Linked DNA regions of Astyanax mexicanus: region 2 is linked to region 1. A link is a contact called in public Hi-C data. All regions are on one chromosome and are shown on one strand. The core of a region is the stretch at or near the end of the contact, and the rest is flanking DNA. Distances in the headings are between cores, read along the strand shown. Region 1 overlaps wnk4b (WNK lysine deficient protein kinase 4b). Region 2 overlaps arhgap27l (Rho GTPase activating protein 27, like).

Region 1 (3,443 bases), core at 264-2,763:
TTTAGTGGTCACCAATACAATGATGTAGTTACTGGTGCACAAGCATGTCCCATGTGTAGTCTATGTGCTGCAATATCTATGCTACCTTCTGGCTCCCTCCCTTTAGTCAGGCTGTTGTAGTCAGACTTCGGTAGATGGAAGTGGTTGGTCAGAATAACCATTATTAACTATTATTTGGCTATTTGGACCATATTTATTTTGCACTATAAGGCACACTTAGAAGTTTAGGGGTGACTATTATCGACCTGTAGCCATCTGCTAACCCCAGCTAGTATTAGTATTAGCCACAAACTGCGCTAAGCGGTAGCTCTTTCACCATTTACAGGCGAGTATATCTGTATAACTGTAGCCTGCAAATTTACCGTGTTAAAACAAGATACGCTAGCTAATATCCCCCTGGCTTACTGGAACAAACAGGATTCCTCAGTGTAGTGACGTTGAGTGACATTTACTAGTGCTAGCGGTTAGCTGCTGTGGCTAATGCTGCTGCACCCAGCCTTAGTGGAAATCTGGAAGCGCTTCACTCACTTAAATAAACAGTTTTCAATAGACAAATCTGTGTAGACTAACATCCATTGCTCGTTTTTTTAAGAATTAGAGTACCTTCTTTCTTCTTGCCGGAAACAATGCCGACACCCCTTTCTGTTCCTTACTAGTGTTGCATAATGCCGTTTTATACTCCAATGTGCCTTATAGTGCGAAAATACTTTTTAATTAATTTAATTTATTATTTAAGCATGGAACGATTGTGAAATATGTGGAAATAAACAGTAGTCTGCCTCAGGTATGAGATCAAATGAATAATCACGTTCAAAAAAGAGAGAAGTGAGAACTTTAACTGCATCAGTCGTTTTCATAAGTGGTTGATTCAAAGCATGTAAGGGAAGGATTATACTCTAGGACTCATTGTGGGCTGTTGATTGGTTGAGTGTGTGAGTGTCCTCTACCGTACTCACTGTATTCTGTGGGCTGGCTGAAGTGGAGGATGAAGGGGAACTGCTGTTGGAGCTGCTGGTGGAGCTGAAGGATGAAGAGCTTTCGATAATTTTCTCCTGAAGCTTCTCTCGTGGTCTTGCATGGATCTCCAGCTGGGGGCTCGTCCGGGATCCTGCAGCTGGGTTTGAGCTACTCTGCACAGGCTGCCGGACCTCTGTGGGCAGATCTGTGATCGCTGGTGCAACAGAGGGCATGTTTGCTTGGATTCCCTCAGATGAACTCATATTTCGAGCGGATGCAGAGTTGTCCTCGTGTGGATCTGGCCTGCGGGCTTGCACGTGGGGGTCTGGATGCTGGTTTGTATCCACAAACTGCCCTGCTATCGAAGCTGCCTGGTTGTATGGTCCTTCATTTTGCCCCATTGCTTGAAGCTGGGCTCCAAACATTTGTGCATAGCTTTGCTGGGGTGCCATGGGGGGTAGGTAAGCTTGGGGCATGTTGCTGGGCATGGACGTAGGGGGCATGAAGGACTGTGCCACACTCATAGCCAGTGACAACACGTTAGCCAGCGAGAAAAGTGGTTGCTGAGGCGGCCACATCCCTGGAGCTGGAGCATTTGGAGGCATGCCGTAAGCAGCGGCACTCTCAGCCGGATCACCTACTTGCTGGACTGGTCCAGGAGTAGGTCCAGGATAGGGGGTTGGTAAGTTTGGAGCTGCGAGGTTGGGGTTGCTGGGGTTTCGAGTGAGTGGAGACGGGTTGATGGAGCCTTTGAGGGGCACTGGATTGACCATGTATGGGTAGGGGGAGTTAGGCATGTAGTGTTGTTTGGGGAATTGTTGGGGCATGGTAGGCATCTGGTTAGGAATCAAGAGAGGGAGGGCATCTGGGTTGGAGTACTGTGGGTACTGAGAGGCAGCAGGGTGGTAAGGGTGAGTGGAGCCTGTAAGACAGATCAGAGACACTGGAATCAGTTTTCCTGGTAGTAAAAGTATAGTTTACATCTCTTTGGATTCAGGTTTCATCCTGATTTTGTGAACATTTATGGACAAACCTCTATTTTGCCTCTAATTTAACAATAACATTCTGAGATCAATGCTAAGTTAAATTTCAACCAGGCTTAATTACTTAGAACCAGACCTGTAGAAGTTATTGACATATCTCAGTGTGGTAAAGGTTACAAAGTCATTTCTAAAGCACTAGGACTCCAGTGAACCACAGTGAGAGCTATTAATCACAAATGGAGAAAACATGGAACACTGGAGAACCTTCCCAGGAGTGGCTGGCCAATCAAAATTATTCCAAAAGGGCATGGACAACTCACCCAGGAGATCACAAAAGAAATCAGAACAACATTTAATGAACTGCAGGTCTTACTTGCCTCAGTTAAGGTCAGTGTTAATGATTCAATAATAAGAAAGAGACTGGGTGAAAATGGTCTCCATGGGAAAATTACAAGATAAAAAACACTGCTGACCAAAAAACATCTTGATGATCCCCAGGACTTTGGGTAAATATTCTTTGGACTGACCTGACAAAAGTGGAACTTTTTGGAAGGTGTGTGTATCGTTACATTTGGCATAAAATTAACACATATATTCAGAAAAAGAACATCATACTGAATGTAAAACATGGTGGTGGTAGTCTGATGGTCTGGGGCTACTTTGCTGCTTCAGGGCCTGGACAATTTGCTGTAACAGATGGAACCAGGAATTCTGCTGTTTACCAGAAAATCCTGAAGCAGAATATAGAGCCATCACTTTGTGACCTCAAGCTCAGGTGTTCTTGGGTTCTGCAGCAGGACAATGATCCAAAGCACACAAACAAGTCCACCTCTGAATGGCTTTAAGAAAACTAAATGGTCCAAAAGGTTTTGTAGTGGCCTAGTCAAAGTCTTATTATATCTCTGTATATACGTATGGTTTTTAATATAACAGTATTTTTAGTAAAGACATAAAAAGGCATAAGAATGCTTTCCAACGTTATTAAACCACAGCCAGGCCTGTTCATGGTGATTCAACCAGCAGGAAACAGTTGAAGAGCAGGAAGTCTCAGCATGTGCTTCTGCTGAGAGCCCTGTCACACATCCTGAAGTGGCCTTGCGCCTGAGGGAGGTGGAGACATATCCGGTGCATGACACTGGATCTGCTGTATGTGTGCCTGTTCTTCATTCTGAACACTGTAGGCCACAAATAGACTTTTCACAGACAGAGCACACAGTCATATGGTTGGGAACATGCTGCCTCCCTTCGAAACGATTCCCTGTGCGGCACATTGGGCAGATGTTCCATTAGTTTTAGAGCTTTTGTTAAAGCTATAAAGGTCTCCTCCTGCTAAAGTACACTTTTTCTTGTTCTTTGTGAAATACTATAGCTCTCTCCGAGTTGTACCTGTATGTGCATGCTGCATATGAAACAGTTCTTCAACCTCCACTGTCTGCAGTAGCTAAGAAAAGAAAATACTCAGAAAAACGAGTCGATCAGAAAAAGAACACAGGTCTACGTCAA
Region 2 (3,443 bases), core at 263-2,762, 150 kb after region 1:
AGCTTCTTTTCTGAGCTTCTGTGACTGCTGGCTCTATCGGTGAGGATTCTGGTTGCTCAATAATAGGGCGAAGATCCAGAATAATTAATGGTACAAATGTATTTTTTTAACTTTAAAACTTTAATTTTAAAGTTTTACTACATTTTCTTCCTGAAATCCACCTTGAAATCCTGCCCCTTGTTGGGATCAGGTTAATCCTGCTTTTTTGGATCAAAGTTATTCAAATCCTACTGGAAAGTTTTGAACAACAGAAACTGAAGGTTTTATCCATTTACAAACTAGGATTGGATTACGTGATCTGATCCGATTTCAGAATGCTTCTTTCCCTTTTGAACAACCCGTTTTCCAAATTTGATCTAATCTGATAACCAAAATCCGATAAGACAACTGGCCCATGGGGATAAAAAAAAATGAATTTGTTCCAATTCTGTAACGATTTAGGTATTATTATTAAAAATGCTGTAGCTTTTCGTAGTGAACGTTCAGAAAAACTTGAAGCAAGCAAGGCCTTTAATGTTGGGGGCATTACTAGGGATGTCGTGGGGGGCTGGGTAATTGGTTATATATTGGAAGTAGAGCTGGGCGATGAATCGATTTTATCGATTAATTCGAATTTACAGTTTACGATGTTTTTTATTTGTGTCTTTGGGAAAAGAAAAGTGCTTCTCCCAGCGGAATGAACACAGCAGCAGAACACCATCCAAAGTAAAAAAAAAAAGCAACTGACACATCTTCCAACCGTGTACCAGGTTCTGCATGCACTACAGTTTATGATATTTTGCATATTCATGAGAGAAGATCATCTCATTTTATAGAACACTGGTACTAATTTTAAAGCTTTGTTTTGCAATTCAAGCCCAATGGGGAAAGTCTGTGCTTAACATCATATTAAATTGTACTTGTGCATTGTGTCAGTACCTAAACTATGCTGGAGAAAGCTTTATAAAGTTAGTAGATGTTCTCACTGTTTACAATATTTTGTTTTGCTTGTTTCAGGTTGCACTTTAACCACAAAGGGGACATTTAAGTGAAAACTAAATAAATAAAAAACTAGTTTTTAACAACCATTTCCTTATCATCTTTAATTTGATTTTTAGTAGGGGGAAAAAAAAATTAAATTTAAATTGAAAATCTGATTTTTTTTTTGGCCCAGCTCTAATTGGAAGCAAATGAAACGGTTTTCAAAAAGATGAATGTACCAGAGTTCCTGAATAAATTAAATAACAAAATTAATACATTTAATAAATTAAATAACAAAATGACCTGCCAAAAAAAAGACACTTCGAATCAAATCAAACAAATAATTATTTAAAACAAGTGAAACTAAGTTAGAATTAAGTGGATTATCCTCATAATATTACTACAATAATCTCAAAATGAAAAATATTAGCTACTTTTGCAAATGCTTCAGTTATAAACAACTCATTTTAAAGCTCTGTGATTTCAGACTGCAGCTCACCTTTGATGTAGCCCTTGTCTTTGACAGCCTGAAGTGTAGGTCGTCTCTGCAGGAACTTGCGCAGTTTGGTGCGGACGCGACCCTGATCTGTGTCTGCAGCGGATGTGGAGCTCTGCCTCACCGCTGAGTCAAATAACAAACAATACACATTTAGAACAAGATTTAATCCATATTTAATAAAACATGTACTGCCATTAGCTCAGATTCATTTTAAAACCCACCAGCAATGCAAAGCTCAACTGAGAGCTGAGGTTAAAGATTTGCTGCTGTAAGGTTTAGAACAGTGTATTGCTGTGATTAATACAATTTTTTAAATCCTTTAAAACCAATACTAAAAAGCTAAACAATATTGGTCATAAACGTTTGTTAAGAGCAGGGTAATAACAGAAAAGTGCTGGACTCTGGTCAGAAATCACACATCTGCCACTAGATGTCACCTTTCTATTGGCTGATAATTGCTGACAGGATGGCTAAACCACATGATCATTTAAGGGGTCATCCCGAGTAATCCCAGGCTGCTGATTTTATTTCTATAGAAGGTTCAGCTTTATTTTTATAAAGAGCAGAAATTAGTTATTTCTGCCTTTTTTCTCCACTGTGGTGTGTTTGATAGAGTGGGGCAAATGAACCCCTAATTTCAGGGTTCATACACTTTTAAACAATTAATTTCCAGTGTATTTAATGACTTTTTCATGACTATTCCATGTCTTTAAGGCAAATGTTCATGACCACACAATCTTTAAAACATCAGTGCAGAAATGAACAAACAATAATAATCTCATAAATTGATAATAGGCCTAAATTTAATAAGATAAAAAAAACATTCTTTAAGCAATGTTGACACAGAATCTTCAATAATAAAATGTGTCTCAAATCCTAAGAGATTTATTGTGTAGGGCTAAATAACTTAATTTACTGATCTGATTTGTTAACTTAAAATAGCTTCTCTGTCAATAAATGAAAGGGACATTCTAGGATTTTGGTACATTTCCTGTCCCACCACTTAAATTTCAAATGTACATATCCAAAATATCTAAATGACTATTTTTTGTGAAAAATGTACTTGTTATAAGACAAACTGTAAAATTTGGTGGAAAAATAAGCTCCTTAGATATTATTCAAAAGACCGAATACCTTTGGACCACCTCAAAAAATGGCCGTTTTCTCTTGTCCCACACATTGGGGGACCAACTCCTTTGGCAAATTTAACAGTTAAAATAAGCTCTAAAAAAATGACTTCCTCTTGTATATTGTTGATATGCATCTCCTTTACTTACAAAAACAACTTCTTTGGTCTACATTGTATTACATGTTACAGTTTTTATGCTATTATTAATTTGTGTCCCACAACATGCGCGCAACCCTGTTACCATAAGGAATTTTACCTGGCATAGAAAGAGTTAAAAATATTTGTCTACTGGCACAAAGGAAGTGACATCACAAGGACATTTTCTGCCCACATGGCAAGACCAAGAGTAAGTGCTCTAAAAAATTTTAAGTTTTTTTTTTCCAAATATGTTTGTCCAAGTTGTGTGTGTCACTCAGTGAACGCAACCCTGTTACTCATATTGTAAGACTAATAATGAGGAGAGTCAATTTTTTCTTTATATACTTATAGAACCATGTTTGTCCTTGATCTTGTATACATAGCTAAATTTTACAGTTAGCATCTGTTCCTGGGGTAAACCACAACTTAGCCTAGATTTGCAACCCTGTTACTCGCAACCCTGTTACTGTAATATATTGTATACCAACCTAAGCATCTAATTAAAAAAACTGCTTTGATACCCGAGCTTGACGAATCAAACTTTTTGATAGTCTATTACTCGTATTTAATAAATATATGACTAAAAATGATCAAATTGAAGATCACATTTTCAGAAGTGACCAAAATCCTGAAATGTACCAAAATCCTGGAATGTCCCGAAAAAGGTTTGTAGAGCAAATTTCTGACTTCTACAAAACTTCCTGGGTGTTTTTATTT

Evidence for each region. Hi-C and Micro-C count contacts between places; a contact is called where the count stands out from the background.
Region 2: a Hi-C map of blood shows a contact between it and region 1, with 4 times the contacts expected there. The contact joins two enhancer-like sites.

What each region holds. Positions count from the first base shown.
Region 1 is chr3:7,683,683-7,687,125 of AstMex3_surface, forward strand. wnk4b (WNK lysine deficient protein kinase 4b) reads right to left here. Exons shown (of 22, transcript XM_022667983.2): 17 at 957-1,879. Among protein-coding and RNA genes, the nearest start is that of tanc2a, 47 kb to the left of the region's middle. Within about 2 kb of position 1,514, the one cell type or tissue checked has an H3K27ac peak away from gene starts, as active enhancers do.
Region 2 is chr3:7,837,524-7,840,966 of AstMex3_surface, forward strand. arhgap27l (Rho GTPase activating protein 27, like) reads right to left here. Exons shown (of 19, transcript XM_049476087.1): 14 at 1,460-1,582. Among protein-coding and RNA genes, the nearest start is that of wnk4b, 27 kb to the left of the region's middle. Within about 2 kb of position 1,513, the one cell type or tissue checked has an H3K27ac peak away from gene starts, as active enhancers do.